Regions from separate parts of the Sus scrofa genome. Here all the other regions are linked to region 3. Evidence: chromatin contacts called from public Hi-C, promoter capture Hi-C and targeted proximity ligation data. All regions are on one chromosome and are shown on one strand. The core of a region is the stretch at or near the end of the contact, and the rest is flanking DNA. Distances in the headings are between cores, read along the strand shown. Region 1 overlaps EXT1 (exostosin-1). Region 2 overlaps EXT1 (exostosin-1). Region 3 holds the start of EXT1 (exostosin-1). Region 4 overlaps SAMD12 (sterile alpha motif domain-containing protein 12).

Region 1 (5,405 bases), core at 68-2,567, 140 kb after region 3:
TTTAAGTGTGGAAGCCTGAAATTGTCTCTTTTTCCAAAAGGAGGTTTTTTTTTTTAAATTTAATAACTGTTGCTGCTTAAGTTTCTAGTCTGAGGAAAAGGTCGCATTTCCTTGGCTGTTGGCCCGAACAAAGGCACAAAAATAGGAGCTGGTACCCAAGAGAAATGTGGAGTTTGCGAGTGAGGAGGTGGTCACCCAGACAGCTCTCTTCCCTCAGACATTGAGGTGCATTCTGGGAAAATCACCCGAATTCAAAACACTCACCTTGGCAGGGTCACCTTTAAGTGCCAGGCACAAAACTATAATGAGGCTTCCTTTCTCATAATTCTTCTTTTCATGATTTTCTCAGCTGGATTCTTCAAAGGATTATTTGTAAAGACCTTTACGGTGTGTTATGATTTAATCAGATGTAGCTCGAATTTCCCAAGATGTGTTAATTATCACCGCCACACAAGTGCAACCGAGGAAGCAAAATGTTTTTCATTTGGGCAGGTTGAGGGTTTGTTTAAAATGTACTTAGGGCCATTAGGATCAAATCAAAATATAGTGCATGGTAATTATGCATGAAATAAAAGATTACCTGCTGTTTAAGTAGCCTGTTTCCTGATAATATTGCAATAACGTCGTGAGAGAAAATTGGTTTCCAATAGCAGTAGAACACCTTATTTAAGGGACAAAGTGAACTGTATTAGATTGAAAAATGAACACAAAGATAAAAGAAAAATAGATTTCATCATCAAATTATCAGTGGATATTATCCTCAGTCTTAAAGAAAAATTGTTTCCATCTTTCCTTCCATCGAAATGGAGAATGATTTGTTTGCATTTAGATAGAAGTGGAATTGGTATATTTCAGGCTTGACTAAATACAGGAAAGAAGAAATGTCTGATGTGAGAAGGGAAAGGCCTTGTACATGAGAAGAGTCAAAAGCCTGACTTCAGAAATAGACAAATCCCAAAGCTGAAACCCAGTCCCACGCTTACTGGCTGTCTGGCCTCCACCGTATCACTAACCCCTCTCACCTTCCATTTCTTTCTTTCTCAGCGAAATGGGGCTTTTACTATTAACACACCTTGTTGTAAAGATTAAATGAAATATTGTATATAAAGCACTTAGCCAGACATGTTTATTGTATAGTAGTGATAAGATTCGATGGCGTTATTAGCGTGTCAGCTGGGGTCATGGCTGATTGAGAATAGTCTGAATAGCAAGGGGAGCATGTTTTAAACTTTGGAATTCTGAGCCCATGTAGCATATGGCAGGTAGAAATCTCATTCTGTGTTGGAATTTGATCCTGCTCTCTGAAACTGCGATGGTGAGGATGATATGAAGTTGACAAATGTGCTGATGTGGAGAATTTTCAGTGTCACCCATGTGGTCATTACCCTTTACCTTTCAGAGAGAATTCAGTTATGAAATAGACTTGTTCCTGAAGAGCTGACTAGCAAAATAGGTGATTTCTACAAAGGTTTCCCTGCTACAGACCGGTCGGTGGTGAAAAAGAATCATTTTTTGGGACATAAGAGATTTGGACATTGCCCTTTTGTTCATGATGGGAGAAGCTTCCAGTTAACGCCATGTATCTGAACCATTTGTGTGAATAGTTAACACACACTTAGGTTAAAAATTAACTAGTTACAGAAAGTCCTTTTTTTTTAATTCTGAAAAATTAACTTCTTTGGGGGTATTAGAGAAAGCGTTCAAGAGATTCACTGATTAGTGTGTACTGAGCCAATTCTGTAGCTGGCAACGTGCTAGGGCATTCTCAGTTTCTATCTAACTTGAGGATAACCCGAGGGGAAGAAGAAGAAAAAAATTCTTGCTCCATGTGTATTAGAAAACTACCCTTTCCATTCCAAGGGATGTATATGGGCTACATTTTTTTTTTTTTTTTTTGTCTTTTGCCTTTTCTAGGGCCGCTCCCACGGCATATGGAGGTTCCCAGGCTAGGGGTCCAATCGGAGCCGCAGCCACTGGCCTATGCCAGAGCCACAGCAACACGGGATCCGAGCCATGTCTGTGATCTACACCACAGCTCACGGCAATGCCAGATCCTTAACCCACTGAGCAAGGCCGTGGATCAAACCCACAGCCTCATGGTTCCTGGTCAGATTCGTTAACCACTGAGCCACGACGGGAACTCCTATATTTGGGCTTCTGAATTGCATGATTATCAATCTGCAGGACCTTGAGACTTTAATCAGAGGCTTCTGACCCCAAAATGTCAGCATCATTTTTGGTGGTCTTTGGACCTGATTTCCCCTTGTTTTTCATGTATCTATTGAAAAACCAAACAGATATTTCGTGCTTCTGGCAAGGGAGTCCCTGAATTGGCAGCACTGCTTGGTTCCAGGTTGTTAATTGAACAGTAGCAATCAGCCTGCATGATCTTTAATATTCTGATGCTGCAGACTGATGCCTAGAACCTCAGACATTTTGTAATCCACTACAAAATCATTCTGTACCCAAGACTGAAGAAAAACAGCATGTCATTTAGACCAGTCTTTCTCTTTATCCTTACGTTCCAGTGGATGTACTGGCTGGATATATCTTGCCCTAGTCTAGTTAACTCTCAAACACCCTGTGTCTCAAGCCCAGCATGAAGGATACTGAGAGTTCATGACCGTGAAATCACTTATTTCTGACTCTTCCTTTTGCTTTGTTTGTTTATGCAACAAACAGTGAGTGCATGCCTACTATGTGCCAGGAGACATTCTTTGAGGCACCTGGAGTGTGCCAGTGAGTAAACCTAAGATTTCTGTTGGTGGGAAGCTTACACCCTTCCTGAATGGACATGCTTGGGATTCTTTAAGGTGCCCTTTGCCTCCTGTCATTGAATTTGGAAAGAAGAATTAAATCAGACAGGAAAGGTCTCTACACATCTTATTTTGGTGAACTAACATCTATTCCCTCACTCCCCCTCCCAACCCCACCCCCAAAACACCTTCCTCCTTTTCAGGGAGGAGAAAGGGAAGAGAAGATAAAATCTATTGTACAGGGCAGTGTTGGACCAAAGGTCTGTATAACTCAGTCTCCCACTCTCAATAATTGGCATTTTTTGGAATCAGCTTTGACTCTTTCCTTGTTGCCTCACTGGACAATTCTTCAGTTTCTTGGTGTCGGAAGTTCTACCTTCCCCATAAATGTAGACTATGGTTAGTTTTTTCTTTCTTTTTCACATGCAGTGCTTTAGAAGCCAAAGTGATAGCTGACCTCAGGGGATCCTTATAAAAACTTAGCAGACAAGAATTATAAGCACTTCATTGGAATTCTACTAATTCTGGATCTCAGATCAACTGAGAGGGTTGTCTAGACGGAAGCTTATCTTTGCTTTACATTGCTATCTTCAAAGATAATGTAAATTAAAAGGATAGAGGGGAAATATTTAGAGTATATAAGTAAACAAATGATAAAAAAGCACTATAATTCCCCAAAGCAGTTTCTTTGAGCATGCACAATAGTTTGTGCTTAAAATTAATATTCCATATTTAATAGCTCTCACCAGCTTTAATCAGCATAACCATTTCATTGAAATTATTGAGACTTTCATCAAACAAACCTGACTCCCCAGGGGTGGGGAGGGGAGATGGGCTTCGTGTAATAAAATCAATTTATATTTGGGGGTAAATAGCCATACACCTCGTACTCTTGGGAATCAAAGACTTAGCAGTGGCTCCATTTGATTTGCCACATTTCCAGAAGCAACACAAGTAGTTTCTGCTTTTCATAGCTTAGATTCCTAGAGAGTATTCCAGACGGATGTTCAAGCCACTATGTTGCTTGCAGTACCTTCTTCCACCAGGAGGTGGTGGTTCTTTCAATTTAGCAAGTGGATTCTCTAACCAAGAGGTTCCCTGAGGGTGTCAGCAGTGACAAAACTGACAGATAAGTACTTTGACTTGGGACCATATAAATGGACAAAAATTGAGGCACGGAAGGCAGGAAATGATTACCTTGCTAGTTTTTTTTCCCCTCTGTGCTGATCATTCCTATTTAATGTCTGAGATCTTACCAAGACTGATTTTGCATCACTACTTATGGATGATGCTGAGTAGCAAATTTATAGTTCAAACAGAGAGTTGGGACCTCTTTCAGCTGTGAGATCTGCGGTTGCATGTGAGGCAACCACAAGGGGAAAAGTTGTTTAGACACCTGTTTCAAGGCAGCAGTTCAGCCTGCCAGGTAAAAGTAATGGTCCAGGTGCATCTTGTAGGGACCTAGAGTTTCTCTTGCATACTCTTCCGAGAAAGCTCTAGCCTTCCTTCAGGTGCGAGGGCAATGCTTATTTTCTGCAACAGTGTTTGTTTTCGGAGTTTCCGTTGTGGCTCAGTGAGTTAAGAACTCGACTAGTATCCATGAGGATGCAGGTTTAGTCCCTGGCCTCACTCAGTGGGTTAAGGATCCAGCCATAAGCTGCAGAGTAGGTCCCAGACGTGGCCCGGATCTGGCATTGTTGTGGCTGTGGTGAAGGCCTGCAGCGGCAGGTCTGATTCAACCCCTAGCCTGGGAATATGCTGCAGGTATGACCCTAAAAAGAAAAAAAAAAATTGTTCTTAACTGAAGATAGCAGAAGAATTTCACTTTATATGTAATTTCTTGAAATACGTGCCTGTAGGTTGCATGTTTGCAAGTAGCATCCAATTTGAAAAGACTCATTTAAAAGCTCCTAGGTATTCACTGGTATAGACTCATAAAATCAACTCACCTTGTAATGATTCTTCTAGTACATCCAGATTTCTCTGTGCTGGGCCTGTTTAAATCGCTATAAGTCTTAATTGTGAAGTATATTCAAGTCAGTGATTAATGTCAAAGATAGCTATTTATCCTCAGGCCTGTATGCTAGGATTTTTTTTTTTTCCCTTCCTCAATTCCATATGCTCTTTCCTTGACATCTGCTCAAAATCAAGAAGTGCTTTGGACAAGTAAATACCCTAAAATTTGGTCACAGTCTCTTCAATACCGCAGGAAATGGTATTGAGACTATTTCCCCATTTTTCTTTTTTTTTTTAAAGCTTGTGAATGCCAGGCCAAGTCTTGCTCCCTTTTTTGGTTCTCTTGTTGCTAGAATCACTAGGGGCCAGGGTGGATCATGGACTATCCCGGGCAGATTTCACCACTGTGGAATTCTTCCTCATTATTATTGGAGAAACAAAGGATTCCTTGTAGCCCTTTCGTGCACTAAGGCTCGCATAGTTTGCCCCAGGCCTCTCTCTCATGAGTAGCAGTATCCAAAATTAAATGTCTAATTTCACTGCTTAAACATCCTTTGTCGGCTGCGCATCCCGGATGCTCATTATCACTTCTCCAAGATGGCCGCCTGGGGCAGTCGATTCAGTCAAAACCAAATTGTAATTAAACTATGATAGTTTTACACACCTGCCTCCTGTTTTTCTCCATTTGTTATG
Region 2 (5,723 bases), core at 2,939-5,438, 230 kb after region 3:
TAGCACTCCTGTAAATACTGCACTTAATACTAAACGTTGACTTTTCTAATTGGATCATTGAAGTAGATTCTTCTTGTTCCTTCATTCACTTTTTTTTTTTTTTTTTTTTTAAATGAAGCTCTTCTGGTGGACCCTCTGGGTCCTAAGGTGGATGCTGGACACAAAAGGGAATGACATACATAGTGTCTAATTTCAGTGATCTGGTGCTTTGTGGGGTGGGAGGTTGGTTTCTGTATTTCCTAGCACTTGCAGTAGGCAGAGGCAGCACTCCGGAGCAGCTTACATGACAGGAGGATAAACGTAGAGTTAAAGGAGGTCTTGTCGTGGCTCAGCAGTAACGAACTTGTGTAGTGTCTATGAGAACACGAGTTCAATCCCTGGTTCTGCTGAGTGGGTTAAGGATTCATTGTTGCCGTGAGTGGTGATATAGGTCGCAGATGCGGCTCGGATCTGGCGTTGCTATGGCTGTAGCATAGGCTGGCATCTGTATCTCCGGAATGACCCCTAGCCTGGGTGCCACCCTAAAAAGACAAAAAAAAAAAAAAAAGTGGAGTTAAAAGATAGGTTGTAGATCACATGTGTCCACAGTTATGGACTCACTGTTGGCAGAGCCACCTAGACTGTTGGGCCAGGTGCATGTGATGTACCCAAGATTTAAGTATCCACGTCAGGCCTCTCCTTCCTCCTTCTGTGTGATGCCCACTTGTTACACTGATTGTCAGCTCCCGGAGGACACTGTTATGTCTCCTCTATCTAGAAGAGTCCCTAGCAAAGAGCAGACTGACAGCAAACACTGGATGTGAGCAGATGTGCAGGCGTAGCAATTCTCAGACATCCCAGGCACAGGGAGCCACACTCGACAATCATAGGGGAAGATTAGGGCTCCAGGATGGACTGTTAATAAGGCGGTGCATCCCGTTTTACCCTGAGCTTTGAGAGATATGCTATGTTATCACAACTAATCACTTTTAGTTTTGCTTACTTGTTAAGCAAGGTGAGCCATCACAGAAATAATTTAGGCATAGTTGGGTCATCTTTAAATGAAAGTCTTTCATTTCCTAAACTTGATTTTCTTTTAAAATAAGAGAAACAGCCTTAAAAGTACAGAAATGATATTCTCATTTGAAATCAGTAGTTTTAAGGCTTAAGATTGGGGGGCATTGCTTCTTAGAAGAGGGGTACCAGTGCCACCTCATACTATTTCCTTGCTTTATATCCCATAGTAAATGAGTTTCTCCTCGATCTTGAAAAATTAGTTCATAGTCTAAAGGATTATTATATTTGATTTGATTTCCTCAGAATGATATTATTCAAAGAACTATTCTCCTAGTATAACCTTATTTCAAGGAGAAAAATTATACAATTTTTTTATATATATATATAACTTAGATTTATATAATACTGTGAGGGAAAAGAGAATATTTATGACAAAATTATTTAAACTTTACCTTCTTTTTCCAAACAGTAGTCCTTAAAATGTAACTTGATCAAATGGGATTATTTTAAAATCAGAAACCTATATACTGGTGGTATTTACGTTTGATAGGGAGATAAGGATATCATAAAATGAAACATTATTTTGAAAATAGACATCATTCCCTGCTGTGCTGTCCTTCAGTCAGGGCCAATATTTCCAGGGGGTGGGGGAAGAAATAAAACTAAGTTTGTTTTATTTTAATTTCCAGACATGGTTTATGAGGGGGTATATGTTTCAGAGAATTGCCAACATTTCTGGTGATTGACTTCATCATACACTCAAGATCAGACTGTCTCCAAGGATCCTCCACTCTGGGCCCTGAGCTGCTCTTAGCCAAGCCCTGACTCGGGGATGATCCGATGGCTCGTCCTTCCCATCCTCTGGGTTGAAGAGACAAGCTGCTGTTTATGGGCAAGACCCAGGCTCTTCACCTCCTAGAATTTCTGTTGGAAGGCTGTGGATTGGCAGCTTGCATCCCTTTTCTTAAGTTCTTGCCCATTGTTCTGGATGTGGAGCCAGGCATGGACAGGTTGCTGGGTTCACAGAGCAGACGGAAGGCACAGGGCCTGGAGAAAAGATTTACGCACTGGGGTGGCGGCCTGCGGATGCTGGCAGGAGGTCCAGCCTGCCAGGTAGAACTCACACATCAGGGAACACAGAGTTGTGCAAAAAGTGAGATTTTTGGCAGGCCCTTGGCACCTTGGAGGACCTGCCGGCCCCAGGGCAGGTGAAGTGGAAGAAGTCTAGGAGCAAAGCTGTTGGGAGGGTGCTGGCCTATCTCCCATCAGCGTTAATGCAGTCTGACACTGGTGTCAGGCCCTGCTTCTTGGGCTAGGGTGTATGTTGGCAGGACTCTAGGATTTGCTCTGAAACATGTTTTCATTGTAAGAGACCACTTGGTAATGAGGATGTGTGGAAGGATATACATACTTTCTTCCTACCTCTATCGATTGACTCTCATCATCGACTAAAAGTTGACCAGAGGAAGCAGCTACATTGGCTTAAATGATTCCTAGCACCATACCTAAAAAATTGTGGCCCAGGGATGTGCTGATGTGCTGATGGCTTATGCTTCTATCACATGCTGCCTCTAAGGCTAGGAGTGGGGACCAGTCCCACCCATGCCAAAGGGGCTGGGTAGCTCCGCAGAGGGGAAAGGGATGCAGGGAAGGATGCAGCAGTCCTCTAGCGTTTGAACCCACAGGGATGCCTCATATGCTTGGGCTGAAATCCACCGTGGGCCATCTTCTATGAGGTGGTTCTCCCTAGACCTGGTCTAGGGAGAGCAACTTATTTGCCTAGAGAAGGGCGTGGGCAGAGGTGCTGCTGGCTAGTGGTGGTCCTTGGAGCCAAGTTCCTGAGCCTGGAAGATTAAGTATGGACTTGGTTTCTGAAAGACAGAAAAGTCCCATTATAGGAAGTAGAGACAAATACTTAAAAGGGCTAATGGCATTGGTTATATGCTGAATCCTTGGCTATTGAGCCCAAGCTTCTCTGGGCTTCTCTCTCAGAGATGGACTGGTTCTAGAACCTCAGGTAGAATTAAACTTGCAAGTGGGTGGTTGTGTGTTTCACCACGGGGCTTTGAAGATTGTCGGTAGAGGAGGCCAGCAAATAGATATGGTAGAGCTGACAAATTGGTTATTACGGGGTTGATTGGTTAATAGTGTGTTTATGTTCAAATGAACATACAGCCGCCCAATTAGCAAAGAGCTTTTTAAAAAATTGAAGCCAGGCGGGGAAGGGAAAAAAAAGAAAAGAAAAAGATATGTTTACAGGAAGTGGGTAGGTTTGAGGGAGGGTCTCTGAAGAGTGTTAAAGGTAAAACTCCAAGCCTTCCATCCAGCCAGCCATGGTGTTGGTGACTGAAAGTCATTATCATATGACCCTTTGCTGTCTGGTGGAGTGTTTGGAATGAGCTAGTTAATCCCATTCCAATTCTTAATGGGCAGGTAGCCAACTCATACAAAACACCTTGACAATCCATACTAATTGGTTTGTCTCCATGGAGCCACCAAATTGAATCTCCCATGGAGATGGACATTTTCCTCAACACCCCCCACTTCCCGTTTCAACTTTCCTCCTTCTCTCCCATCGTGTGCACGTGCGCACGCGTGTGCGCACATGCGCGCGCGCACACACACACACACACACAGAGCAATGGAATGATTTTGCATTTAAATAACATCATTTTTTCCACCCATCTTTCTGGCCTATAAATTTCCCCAAGGTTTCTTTTTAAAAGAGGAGTGGATTCGAGGTAAGGAAAGTAAACTGAATGCCCTTGGGACATTTTCAGGGTCATTTGTATTTTCAGAAGCGGTTTCATTGCCAAGTAGTAAGAAAAAAGTTATCTGTGAACAAAGCAAAAATGCACTTCATGTCTTGGAAGGCCACGGAAACAAATTCCTAGACACAGATTCATACAGCCTAGAAATAGTCTCAGAAAGATCTACCGACCCACAAAAAACTTCTGCCAGCCCGCAGAATCATTTCCAAGAATGGCTAATCATGTACTATTGAGAAATAACCCCCCCCCCAACAACGGATAAGAATATGGGTTTATGTAATGTTGATTGAAAGCCGGGTTTTGAATAAATGATTACCCCTTATACCTGAAAGTTGGCTTCCCTGAGCACCAGCCACCTCTGGTTATTTCTAAGGGGCAGTAGGATTGATAGCGTTCCCTCCATTGGGTAAATATTTGGTACATAGTTGGCTAGTTAGGCAAAGCCGTGGCCCTCGGTAGCAGTTAATTTTGAGCTCTGGAGCTGGACGGATCCTGGCCAGTGTGATCCTCACCCGTTGTATGACCTTGAACAATGACCGAACCTCCCTGGTCCCCCGTTTTTTCATCAGCCGTCTGTGCCATAGGGTCACTACTTAAATGAAAAGTATATTTTATTTATAATTGAATACCATGTTTTTAGTTGTCAGTTTTAAACGACTTAACTTTGGGGACATTTGGGATTTATATAAGGAAGGGAAACTTGTACGGAATGAAAAGCTGCAACACCCCCTTCCTTTATTAATGTGACATGGCCCACCCCTTCTGCCCACGCCCCCTCCCACTGAGGGTAAATTAAAGCAATATAACTCAGTGTAAACATTTGTCAGCCCAAATGCATTTCTAGACATTCGGTGTGTACAGGCACCTGGTTATTTACACGATTTATACGATTAATGCCATCAGCCCTAGATAGGCTGCATTTCGAATACCTGCTCCCTGCAAGCCTTGCTGTGCATTTTGACAGTCAGAAATAAATAACCTTACCTATAATTATCTCTGTCTGTAGACTGTGGTAGATAGGGAACAATGGGTATTTCATACTCCGTCCTCCTAGGGTCCAAAAGGGATGAAAGAAATAGAGGAAGTTTTCCTAACGAACAAGACAAAAGGAAGTCATTTCTGAGTAAGGCCATTAGATATTTTTCTTGCTCCGTAATCACAAAGCCTAGATACCACTGAAGGGAAAATGATCTGATAGGCTCCTCTTTATCACTGCTTGTGGATAAAGCGAGGTTTGATTTGAGCCTCCTGGGCTCCAGGAAAAGGCAGAGAAATAGGAAGTGAAATGGACAAGGGATTCCAGCGGGACTCAGCAAAGGCTTGCGTGGGACAGAGAAGTGCCAGCACCTCTCAGGCCGTTCATTCTGGCTCTCAGATGTCCGTTTGGGCTTTCGTCATGGCAGTTCATCTTTTATGCAGACAAATAGTGAATGCTAGAGGCATGAAAATTATAAAAGAACCCCCAGCTTCTTGTCTTTTGAAAGGTCCTTGTATCCTTGGAGAAGAGAGAGGGAAGTAGGAAACCTCTGCAGACGGCCCCAAAGAAAACCCACAGCGCTGTCCTCTGCGTTCGTGTGCACCAATTACTTGATCATGTCAAGGATGCTTGTAATTTGGGGAGAAGAAAAATATGTAAACCTGTTCCTTGGACTGGGAAAGAATGGAATTGTTTAAAACAGGTTTTATGGTCTTGCTTTAGGTTTGAAACATGTCCTTACGGATTTTTTTTTTTTTTTTCCTTTTTCAACATTTTGGTGGAATGGTGGCATATTTTCAGCATTACTCCTCCCTTTTGAGGGGATGGGTAGGTATGGAATTGTCTTGCTATTGTGTCAGTGTAGCAAAATCCTCTGCAACTGGTTGCCAGTGGAAGAGGTTGGAATAAATTGGTGCAGGCCCTGGCTGACTGGCAGCAGAAACTTTTTCCGCCACACGTATGACAACTTCATCTTCTGG
Region 3 (6,135 bases), core at 3,561-6,060:
AGCTGCCAGCCTACACCACAGCCATAGCAACACCAGATCCCAGCCATGTCTGCGACCTACACCATAGCTCACAGTGGTGCTGGATCCTTAACCCACTGAGCAAAGCCAGGGATTGAACCTGCATCCTCATGGCTACCAGTTGGGTTCTTAACCCACTGAGTCACAACAGGAACTCCTTTTTCCTTTTTATTTTTTTTTTAAATATTTGTTACTTTCAACCTTTTAGCTCTTTTTAGATTTTGGAGTCAATAGATTATTTTTTCTTACAGCAGATATAATTGTAGATCTTTAAAAGCATTTGTGCCTTTGATGATTATATGCCACAACAAAAGTCTTTTTGCTTTTTGTCCATTGGAGAGTTTCCCTTCTTCCCTTTTCCTGTTTGCTTATACTAGTCAATGACCATTCCAGAGTCTGGAAAGCATCTGGAAACTGTTGAGAGTCTGGTGGGTAATATTTCACATATCTAATGCTGTCGACTTGCAAACATGGTCTCATGCACTGGTGTCCAAGAATGTGACTATCAAACCTTACGTTTGCTGTTGCATTGTGGACTGCAAAGGGCTTTCCCATATAGTATCCATTTGTTCTCATTTGATTCTCACAATAACTCAGTGAGCTGAGCACAATATGCATTATATTACAGTTACTCCTGATTTTACCAATGAGAATCCAAAGCTTAGGGAGGTGAAGTGACTCGCTTAAGGTTACAGAATAAGTGGCGGAGCCAATATAAAAATCCACATCTTCTGAGTTCCCTGTGTGCCATGCTGTTTTCAGGTCTTTAATCAGCCCTAGGGAAAAATTACTCCTCAAAGAGGAAATTAAGCAAGGCTTGACTCACTGGGATAGCTGTAGGTTTGTGTGTGTTGGATGCTAGAACTCTAACCTTGAATATTCTCTATTTGCCCTACAGAAAATGGGATCAAATTAATTAGCTCAACAAATATTTATTTGGTGATGGGCTCTGTTGTAGGTTCTACAGATATAGCAGTGGACTGAAAAGACCTTGTCCTTGCCTCATGGAGCTCAGATTCTTTTTTTTTTTTTTTTTTTTTTTTTGTCTTTTTTTTTCTTGCTATTTCTTTGGGCCGCTCCCGAGGCATATGGAGGTTCCCAGGCTAGGGGTCGAATTGGAGCTGGGGCCACCGGCCTACACCAGAGCCACAGCAACGCGGGATCCGAGCCTCGTCTGCGACCTACAGCACAGCTCACGGCAACGCCGGATCGTTAACCCACTGAGCAAGGGCAGGGATCGAACCCGCAACCTCATGGTTCCTAGTCGGATTCGTTAACCACTGCGCCACGACGGGAACTCCGGAGCTCAGATTCTGAATGGAACAGATAAATGATAAATTGACACATCAATATGTAGTAGACAGATGTCAGAGTGTTAAGAAAACAAAAATAAAACAGTTGAGAGGATAGAAAAACTGGGGAGGAGTTGCTCCTTTATTTATGGAGGTCAAAGGCGGCCTCAGTTGTGAGGTAGCATTGGGAACAGACTTCAAGGAAGCGATGGAGTGTATGGTGTGGAAGGAAGACCAGACAAGATGAGCAGGTGCAAAGGCCCTGAGGCAGGGACATGTTTGGCGTGTATGAGAACCAGCAAGGAAACCAGCCTAGCTGGAGAAGAGTGTGTAGATTGGGATGGAGGGTGAGAATTATTGGCAGGAAGTGAGGTGAAAGGGGTCTGGCAAGGGGAGGTGGGGGCAATTAGGGAAGGTCCTCCAGGACCTTATAGGTCCTTATAAGGGCTTTGGCTTATATTCTGAGATGGGGATCCCTTGAGGGCTTTGACCAGAGGAATTACACTATCTTACATACATTGTTAAAGGATTTATGACAGACTGATTGGCCTTATGTTAAGATATTCCTGGTTTGCAATATTTCCACCTCGAACAAGAGATTCCAGTCCTGATTTGAGAGAGTACAGTGGAGGTCTTTCTCTCCAAGCATATTCAAGTGCTGAATTCAAGTGAAGCAGAATTTTAGTAATTCATTCATCATCCAAATCAGTGACTGAGCTCCACCTAAGTGCCAGGAACTCCCCTGGGCCTTGGGGATTCAGGAGTGAGTAAGACACACAGGGTTCCTGCCCTCAGGGAGCTCCTCTTAAAGTGAGGACACACAGGCAGCAAATGAGCAAATGAATAAAGGATGTAGTGAATGAGAAGGGCTGGAGGAAAATAAAACCAATGATGATGCATCGATGATGACATTGTAGGATGCTACTGTAGATCCCAGCTGCCTTTTGAAATGTGAAACTTAGCCCCCCCCCAAAATAAAATGTTACAAAGGTAGAGTAATTTATAGTTTTCTGCTCCAAAGAGGCTGGACAGAAAAAAAAAAAGTCTTATTCTGACTTTTTAAATAAGAAACTGAGATTCAGTGTGATTGGGCTATATGGCCAAGATACTCATCCATGACAGATATGGGGTCTGAATCCACATTTTCTCTTATTTTCAGTACTGAAGTTTTTCTCACAGTTACACACCACTATGGAATGCAACAGTAGGGCTGGGTAACCCTGGGGCGTGGGATGAGGGAGTCAGTAATGGTTAATCGAGACAAGAAAAGTGTGAAAGAGACACAGAAGAGCAAGAATAGTAGCTGGCTCTCACTAAGGTCACACAGGACAGCTGTCAGGATATAGAGGGGCTGCAATCCCCTAAACTCTGCCTTCCACAGGCCTGAGAGAGTCTGCACTCTGATCCCCAGCAGAAGGTAATTCCTATCATGGCTCAGCAGTTAATGAACCCGACTAGCATCCATGAGGATGTGGGTTTGATCCCTGACTTTGCCCAGTGGGTTAAGGATTCTGGCATTGCCGTGAGCTGTGGTGTAGGTCTCAGACACAGCTCAGATCTCGTGTTGCTATGGCTGTGATATAGGCCAGCAGCTGTAGCTCCAATTGGACCCCTAGCCTGGGAACCTCCATATGCCGAGGGTGCGGCCCTAAAAAGACAAAAAAAAAAAAAAAAAAAAAAATCCCAGCAGAAGGATCCTTGCCTTGGATGACTGCTCCTAGCCACCCGGGGGGTTGGAGGGAGAGCTTTGGGTCACATGTGGTTTCAATTACTGCATTTATCTGCCTTGTTGTCATGTTGTCATTGTGTTTGGGAGATTACTGAAACCTCATTTCTGTCCCAGGCCTGTCCAAGTTGTGCGGGGGTACAAGTCCAATCTGGAAAACCTACCTCATCTTTGGCAGGCCGGCTATAGGGAGAGACTTCTGGAATGTACAGTGATGTCCCACCCAGGCCCCTTCCCCCTTGATTAAAAACGAATCTGAAACAACAAATGTCTAAAATTTTCCACTCTATCATTCTACCCTGCCTTGTTAGAACTATGCTCTTTGTCCACACCCGCTGGAATCTTTTGCAGCCTCGGGGAAGCTGGGAAGTGTTTGTCCCTAGCTCGCAGTCACTCCCATAATAAACAATCACTAAACAGCTTGCTGCCCTAGGCAACTGTTTGTCCAGCTTGGCCAGACCCATGCGACTTTAGGCTGGGGAAGAGGGTGGGAGGTGTTCTCTGAAAAGCAGAATCCAGGCTCTGAGGCCAGGGAGCTTGGCTTGACCAGAAATACTGTTTGGGAACTAGCACATCTTTGTGGTCTCAGAGGACCTTTAGAGGGACTCTCGGTCTTTATGCGAATTGTCCAGTGATGTTCCCTGGGGGTAGCAGGAGCTTGGGGCTGGGGTGTGGGAAGGCAGTTGAAGGAAGGACCAGCCATCTTGAACTAGTGGTCAGTAAGGTCATTTCCTGCCTCAAATGTCTCTTCCACAGCTGGGACAATTGGCTGATCTACTACTCATCCATCTTGAAGCGACAGCTCCTTAAAAACCACCAGCCCACCATCACAGAAAGAATAATGTCCCTTTCGGTACTGGGATGGGCTTAAACCAACCACGTTCTCCTCAGCTACTAGAATTTCTCTTTTTCCCCCACTGTGATTGGAAGTCTTGGAGAAGCTTTCTACAGAATAGACAAGGGGCAGCGGGGAGTGAGGAAAGGATGCGGCGAAGTTATTGAGGATTTGGGGTGGGTGTCTCAGTACAGACATGAGGAACTGCAGTTATTCCTCTTGATTGTAAAATTTCCTCTTTACTCTTGAGGGTTGGGAGATTTCCCTGGGAAAGAAAAAATAAAAGGATGGGTTCTGTAGGGAATAAGGACCCGCTCGTAAGAAGGAAGCATTTTGGGCCTCAGAGGGTGGAAGGTGGGCGGAGAGAGGCGTCCTTCTGGTCCGCGAACGCTTTCTTTGAAGTCTTTCTTTCCTCCCTCATCCCTCCGCCTCGCTCCACGGCTTCAATTTTCGAGCATCCTTTTCCAGGAACCCGCACACTCCCTGCCGGCCGCTCGGGGAGGCATTCGCGGCAGGCAGCCGAGCAGACCGGATTCTCGAGGGCGCCCGGGGCAAGCCGGAGCAGCGGGGCCCGAGAAGCGCCGGCCGCTTCCCGGTTTCCCGGCAGCCGCCCGCCCACGGGCGCCTCTGGGAGGCGCTGCTTCCCGGCGCGGCGGCAGGAGGCGGTACGGCCCACCCCGGGGTCCCGGTCGCGGAGCGCCGAGGGGCCGTGGGGCTAGCACCCAGCAGCCCAGCGCTCCGCCCGCCCGGCAGCGGCGGAGACGCCCCGAGACCCCGGTGCCGCCTGCACCCCCCGCGCCGCGCCGGCGCCTCGGCCGGTGGCCGGGGGTTATGAATGGGCGCAGCGGAAGCACCGCCCCCCCCGGACGTGACGCTCGGCCAATGGCAGCGCGGGCTGCGTGGATGGATGAGGTCAGCGCTGTCGTGTCGGGAATGGAATGTGTAAGTGTAACATTCAGAACCGGGTAACATTCGGCGACCGAACGCGGCGGTCGGCAGCGATCGCGCGGGGGCCTGCGAAGCGCCGCTCGGGGCCGGCACTGCCCGCGGGGAGGACGCGCCGCCGCCGTCACCCAGCGCCGCCGCCGCCGCCGCCTCCAGCCGGGCCGCCGCGCGTCCCGGGGGCCGGCCCCGCGAGCGCAGGAGTAAACACCGCCGGAGTCTTGGAGCCGCTGCAGAAGGGAATAAAGAGAGATGCAGGGATTTGTGAGGTTACGGCGCCCCAGCTGCAAGATGCATTAGCCGGCTGAACGCGGGGATCGGCTGACTTGTTGGAACCCGAGTGCTCTGCACGGGAGTGTGGATGAGTTGAAGTTGCTTTCCCGGGGCTCGTTTTCCACGCTGCCGAGAGGAATCCGAGAGGCAAGGAAATCACTTCGTCTTGCCATTGATTGGGCATCGGGAGCTTTTTTTTTTTCCCCCCTCTCTTTCTTTTCCTTCGTCTTGTTGCATGCAAGAAAATTACAGTCCGCTGCTCGCCCGCCCTGGGTGCGAAATATTCAGCCCCGCTCTCGCCTGTCCATTGTGCAACCCAAAGATGAAAGACCGAAGGGGAGAAAGTTAAAGAAATCGCCCACATGCGCTGGATCAGTCCACGGCTTGGGGAAAGGCATCCAGAGAAGGTGGGAGCGGAGAGTTTGAAGTCTTTACAGGCGGGAAGATGGCGGACTGGAGCTGAAAGTGTTGATTGGGAAACTTGGGTGATTCTTGTGTTTATTTACAATCCTCTTGACCCAGGCAGGACACATGCAGGCCAAAAAACGCTATTTCATCCTGCTCTCAGCTGGCTCTTGTCTCGCCCTTTTGTTTTATTTCGGAGGCTTGCAGTTTAGGGCATCGAGAAGCCACAGCCGGAGAGAAGAGCACAGCGGTCGGAATGGCTTGCACCACCCGAGTCCGGATCATTTCTGGCCCCGCTTCCCGGACGCTCTGCGCCCCTTCGTTCCTTGGGATCAATTGGAAAACGAGGATTCCAACGTGCACACTTCCCCCCGGCAGAAGCGAGATGCCAACTCGAGCATCTACAAAGGCAAGAAGTGCCGCATGGAGTCCTGCTTCGATTTCACCCTTTGCAAGAAAAACGGCTTCAAAGTGTACGTATACCCGCAGCAAAAAGGGGAGAAAATCGCCGAAAGTTACCAAAACATTCTAGCGGCCATCGAGGGCTCCAGGTTCTACACCTCGGACCCCAGCCAGGCGTGCCTCTTTGTCCTGAGTCTGGATACTTTAGACAGAGACCAGTTGTCACCTCAGTATGTGCACAA
Region 4 (5,518 bases), core at 204-2,703, 230 kb before region 3:
TGTATTAGTAATCTCCCAAAGGTGACCATGGCGTACAGTTTTCCGACTTAACAGACTATTGTATGGGAAAAATTAGCTTGGCAGGGCTGAGACTGCTTTTCTTAGAAGGTGCTGCTTGCAAGGTTGGCCCATACCGGATTTCCAGGAGAGTTCCCACCACCCCCCATCAGAACAGCCCACGTGCCTAAACTGTTGGTCCAAACAATAGCTTTTATGCTTGAATACCTGCTTTCCCTCTGAGAGTCTGGAATTTTGGCACATGCCCGACCAAGGACGCCTGTGTGATAAAAACCTTGGGTAGCGAGTCTCTAACGAGCTCCTGGTAGACAGCATTTCACACGTGTTATCACAGCCCGTAGCTAGAGGAATTAATGCATCTTCTGCCCTGACTCCACAGCACAGGGAGAGGGTGCTTGGATGTTTGTGCCTGGTTTCCTCCAGACTTCACCCCAGGGGCCTTTCCCTTTGCAGACCCCGCTCTGCATCCTTTTCCTGTGCTAAGTCATAGCTGTGAGCACAATTATGTGCTAAGTCCTGTTGGTGCCCCCAGCAAATCACCAAACCCGAGATGTCCTTAAGGACCCCTGTTGCAACCAGAAAACCCATTCCTGCAGGATGCCTTTGAACATCCTGGGGCTCACTGGGGCTCCACAGCTTATGGTACGGACAAGGATGAGCTGTTCGGTCCCACAAGCTAGAGGCAGAAACCACACCACATCTCCACTCTGGGCTTCTGGGTGGAAGATGTTAGCGTCCCTGAGGCCCAAGTAAAGATTCTGTTCCTGGCTGGAATACACAGATTAACTAAACAGTGACAGAGCAGAACTGGCTGGTGCGATTTCGTCGTAATTTTGGCACAGTTGGATGGAACAGGAAGATAGGAACCAGCAGCCTCAATAGAACCACCTTTCATGTTCTTCCATTTTTGGGGCTTAGCTCTTGAGCCCAGGGTAGAATTATTTATGATAAATGTATTTTACATTATATTAGTATTTGTATGAAAATGTATTATATAAACTCATATATGTGCCGAGGACATGTTTTAGCTATCTAGTTAGACAGCCCCACTAAAGGGAGGCTTTTCGAGCCTTCTGGCTCCAGCCTGTGGCTTATCCCTTTGAAAATGAGATTTCCTTGAATTCATTCTAGAGAATAAACAGATGCACCGAGGGTCCCCTGAGAGCAGATGGGCTGCTACGATGCATGAAGAACCAGATGAAGAGGGTGATCAGCCCCCTCGTGTGTTCCCCCAAGTGCCTTCGCCGCACCCCCCTCCCCGCCCCCACCTTCTTCATGGCTGACTTGCCCTCCCCGTGTTTTTCACAGCTGCCAAAAGTTATATTTGCATATCCTCCACCTTGGGTGGGGAGCTGAACTTCCTGCAGCCCGGCCTGCTCCAACTCACTTCCCTGGCTTGTATGTCTAGACCAGCCTACACTGTTTTCCTGTGACTTGTTCTCACAGGCACGGTTGACCTGTTTCCAGATAACACGCAGGCCTCCACCAAGAACCCGCCAGTTATTCACTGGCTTAGCTGGCTGCTGGCCAAGTTGACTAAGCAGTCCGTCTGCCTCATGGTCTCAGTACCCTGAGTTTACACCAGATTGTGCCTCCATTTGTGTGTTTCTTCTCTCTTCTTGGCTCTCTGACCTCTCCTCATCTCAGCTTAGGTCCCACTCTGTCCTCTGGGAAGCTGGCCTTTTCCTTGGTACCCGGGTGGACCTCCCTGGACCTCGAATCCCCGCAGCATCTCTATCTGGACCACCCACTTTTACACTTCTTATCTTTGTATACATCCCGACCCATGTAGAAGGAGCTCCTGCTAAGAGCCGTTCAGCGCACTAGGAAATGGAGATGTGAAAAGAGAGTGTAAAACAAAGCTCCCGCCCCAAGGAGTCCCTGTCTGCTTGCGCTGCTTCGCACTGTTACACTATTATTCACCTACTCACGCTGTTTCCTCTCTGCCTCCCTGAGAATAAAGAACTCTTCTTCTTGGATTTTTTGCATTTCCAGGGTGATGAACCTTCCGTTGTAAGGAGGGGTTAAGACCTCAGAAAAAGGCTTGGTTCCTATGCTGTGGCTACAGTAATGAGCCACGCTAGCCTCTCCTCCCTCATTGTGAACTGAGAAGTCGTATCTGCCTCTGACCTTGTTGTGAGGGCTGCCCTGGGCCGTGTTCCCAGGTGCCCAGCATGGGGCCAGGAACGTGGTACTCACTTAAGTAAACGGTGGCTTTAATTCTTTTACGAAGCAGGCCTGTGACACAAGAGTTCCTAATAGTTTTGCCTGGACCTTTGGCCTCAGAGCAGCACCAGGAGGTTCTTCCTGGTGGGCAAGATCCTGGCATTGTACTATCCACGTCCCACATCAGGTCCAACCTGAGCGGGATGCGAGGAGTTAAAAGAGAAAGGAACGGTGAGTCAGCAAGCCGCAGAGGCAAGTCAAGACCCGCTGGGCTTCCTCTGCCTCAGGATGCGGATTTCCACATCCCTTTTTTGGCACAAAGGTTGCTGTCCCTAGGTTGTTTCACTTCTGGACAGCCACCCAAGGCAGAATGGAGGCTGGAAAGGAGGAAAGACTTCCCATGTAATGACAGAAAACTGTGTGCCAGGTGGCCACGTAGGCTTTGTCCCTTTTCACAGCATCCCTGCTGAGAAGGTGATCTCACTGCAAAGATTTTCAAGCTGAAAGAGGTTGAGCCCCTTGACCAAAGTTGCACAGCAAACCCAACACAGATCCACGCTTCTCTCCCCTTCACACCAAACACCCTTTGGTAGATCAAATCGATGGAGGTCCTGGCCTAGTCTGGGCTGATCGGTCTGCATTTCCCGGTCTATTAGACCCAGTCTGGCTCTGCCCCAGGGGCCTCTGGTACAGGTGACAGCATTGCAGCAAGCTTGCAACTCCATCATCTTTAATGCAGCCTCTTCAGGGCTGGGACTAGCGTGAAGCAAATGAGGTGCCTGATGCAAAAGGGAGACCCTCACTCCCAGGTTCATGTATGAGTCAACCCATGATTTTGCTCACCTAGATCCTAGCCAGGCCCTTCCTGAAGCTGACTGTCCCCAGTATAGCTGCCAGGATTTGCTAAAGAGAATTCCACCTGGACTTCCATCACACTGATAACCAGGATGGGCCTGCGATTGGCAGGCAGATGCTTTGCACCTGCGCCCCACACCCCAGATTGCACATTTCTATTTCTGAACAACTCCTGCCCCTAAAACTCTTTTCCCTCCTCCAAAACTGCCTTTCATGGTTTCTTTTCTCCTGATTTTCCCTCCCAGTGGTAATATCCCACGCAAGCAGGAAGAGGCCACAGAGACCTTCTGGCGGGGGCTACCAAACTGTACTCAACCCAGGTGTTAATTCCAGTCTGCTGGAAGTGGCTGGGAAGAGGGGGACTGGGAGGCCCAGCCAGGGCTTAGCAGAGAGCAGAGTGGTCTGGGTAGCAGGCCCCACCTCAGGCCTGGGATCCAGGCAGTTGTGCTTGCCATTGTTATAACCCAGGCTGGCCCTCCTCATTGTGTAGAAGAGAAGCCATGAGGAGGCCCTGGGGGTGACTCCCTTGAGCTCAGTTGGCTGGCTAATGCAAAACCAAGGTTAGACACCCGACCCGCTACTCCTTGCACACTTTCGTCCCTGAGTTAGGGAGATGGAGTCCACTGTATACATTCTTCTCTTGGCTGCATGACTTCCACAGCCACCAAGTCATAAAAAGAGGCTTGATTCGCAGTTTAGCTGCGTCCCGTTTGCTGCCTCTCAAAAACCTGCCCCTTCACTGAGTACCAACAGTGTGGTTCAGGCGCCACCTATATCAGAATCATCTGGAGTGGGACACCCCCGGTTCTTCTGACTCAGAAGGTGATTCAGTCACTAAAGTTTAAAAAGTACTCCTGTGGTGATGAGACTGTTTTATCCATGACTTCTTGCCTAGTTTCTTGGGCTTCTCCTTGTGTTTCTTTCCTTTAGGGCATAACGTCCGTGCCTCCATCATCTTGGTTGTCTAGTTCTTAGTCCAGTTCAACAAGAAGTGAAAATCACTAGACATTTCATCAAACTGTGATTTGGCCAAGATAGAAATGGAAGAAGGGGATTCTCATTCAGGTTTCTCTTGTGGGTCATGACAGAATGATACAGAAGGATCCCTCATTTACCTGCTGGTATATTTACAGTAAAATTCTGTTGTCAAAGATGATAAAACACTGTGAAGATCTTCATTTTCAGCAAAAAAAAAAAAAAAAAAAAAAGTCTCAATATATGTCAGTATTTTCCTAAAACTCCTTTGTAAGAATTTTCTTTTGTACATGAAGGGCGGGCCATTTGCTAGTGGACAACAGCAAAATCTGACACAGTTTTTCCCACAAATTTTGATTTAATCACCAACATTTAAAAATATTTGTACTTTCAAATATAAATTTCCATCTTCTACATAAAATGTTTAAAATACGGCATTCCCATTGTGGCTCGGCAGGTTAAGAATCTGACTAGTATCCATGACGATGCAGGCTCGATCCCTGGACTCACTCAGTGGTTTAAGGGAGCAGGCGTTGCTGCGAGCTGTGGTGTAGGTCACAGATGAGGTTCAGATCTGGCATTGCTGTGGCTGTGGTGTAAGCTGGCAGCTGCAGCTCTGATTTGACCCCTAGCCTGAGAACCTCCATATGCCGCGGGTGCATCCCTAAAAAAAGACGAAGTGTTTAAAATATTTTGTACTGGACCACAGTCCCACAGTACAACAACCTGGGACCTAGTGGCTGTTCTTTGGAACCAACTAAGGCGCCCTACCAACATTTGTAAATTTTTTAACATTCCTCCTACTGGGAGATGGTGTCTGGTGTCCTCTCCTTGAAGACTTAGTGATGGCTCTGACCAGTACCATGGGGCAGAAAATGGCAGCATCTCCTTCCTGTCTCTTGAGACCCTTGGTCAAGGAAGGGCGCCACCATATGACAAGTGCAACTGCCCTGAGATCGCCGTGGTGTGAGGAGCCCAAGCCACAAGAAGATACCCTAGAAGAGACATCGTGGGGAGAAAGACAAAGGTCGAGGAGCACCACGGTCCCAGACACGTGACCGCGGAAGCCGTCTTGGCAGTGGATACCCCACTCCCCAGAGGGGACATGGCATGGATCAAAGATGGACCACCCAGCTGAGCTCTTCGTGGATTCCCAACCAACAAAAGCATAAGCCAGAGAAAACCATGGCTTTCCATCATAAAACTGGAGTTGATGACTGAAACAAGAGCACGTGTGTTTAGTTTGCTCTCTCCTGCCCTCCATTCTTTCCCCTGGCTTTGCTTTCTTAAATTATTTTACCTTTTTGGCCTCTGTAGAAGTTTGGGTTCACACTCCTTATTTAAACCATGGTCTGGAGTCCCTTGAGTTATGTGAACTTTTGGAAATTAGACTATATATATAAAGTAGGTTCTGAGGATAAAAGGGCTGCAGAGAGCAATGGACATTTCTACTTGAAATGCTTTCTCTTCCATGGGTGGCCTTGTTCAAGGTAAAAAGAGCACA

Evidence for each region. Promoter capture Hi-C pulls out the DNA fragments that hold promoters and counts their contacts. Hi-C and Micro-C count contacts between places; a contact is called where the count stands out from the background.
Region 1: a contact with region 3 is called in a promoter capture Hi-C map of liver, with 7 times the contacts expected there. A contact is called at or near these places in 3 of 5 promoter capture datasets (fetal liver and liver), 7 of 47 Hi-C or Micro-C datasets (embryonic fibroblasts, fetal liver, fetal skeletal muscle and 2 more) and 2 of 2 datasets of targeted methods (alveolar macrophages and skeletal muscle).
Region 2: a contact with region 3 is called in a Hi-C map of liver, with 5 times the contacts expected there. A contact is called at or near these places in 4 of 5 promoter capture datasets (fetal liver, fetal skeletal muscle and liver), 28 of 47 Hi-C or Micro-C datasets (adipocytes, adipose tissue, alveolar macrophages and 15 more) and 2 of 2 datasets of targeted methods (alveolar macrophages and skeletal muscle).
Region 4: a targeted proximity ligation map of skeletal muscle shows a contact between it and region 3, with 3 times the contacts expected there. A contact is called at or near these places in 1 of 5 promoter capture datasets (liver), 6 of 47 Hi-C or Micro-C datasets (embryonic fibroblasts, fetal heart ventricle, fibroblasts and 1 more) and 2 of 2 datasets of targeted methods (alveolar macrophages and skeletal muscle).

Annotation. Positions count from the first base shown.
Region 1 is chr4:20,787,569-20,792,973 of Sscrofa11.1, forward strand. All of the region lies in intron 1 of EXT1 (exostosin-1), which reads left to right. Among named protein-coding and RNA genes, the nearest start is that of EXT1, 150 kb to the left of the region's middle.
Region 2 is chr4:20,871,488-20,877,210 of Sscrofa11.1, forward strand. The region is part of intron 1 of EXT1 (exostosin-1); the gene reads left to right. Among named protein-coding and RNA genes, the nearest start is that of EXT1, 230 kb to the left of the region's middle.
Region 3 is chr4:20,640,192-20,646,326 of Sscrofa11.1, forward strand. EXT1 (exostosin-1) reads left to right here and starts at 4,811. Exons shown (of 11, transcript XM_001924980.6): 1 at 4,811-6,135. The coding sequence starts at 5,618.
Region 4 is chr4:20,411,213-20,416,730 of Sscrofa11.1, forward strand. All of the region lies in intron 4 of SAMD12 (sterile alpha motif domain-containing protein 12), which reads left to right. Among named protein-coding and RNA genes, the nearest start is that of EXT1, 230 kb to the right of the region's middle.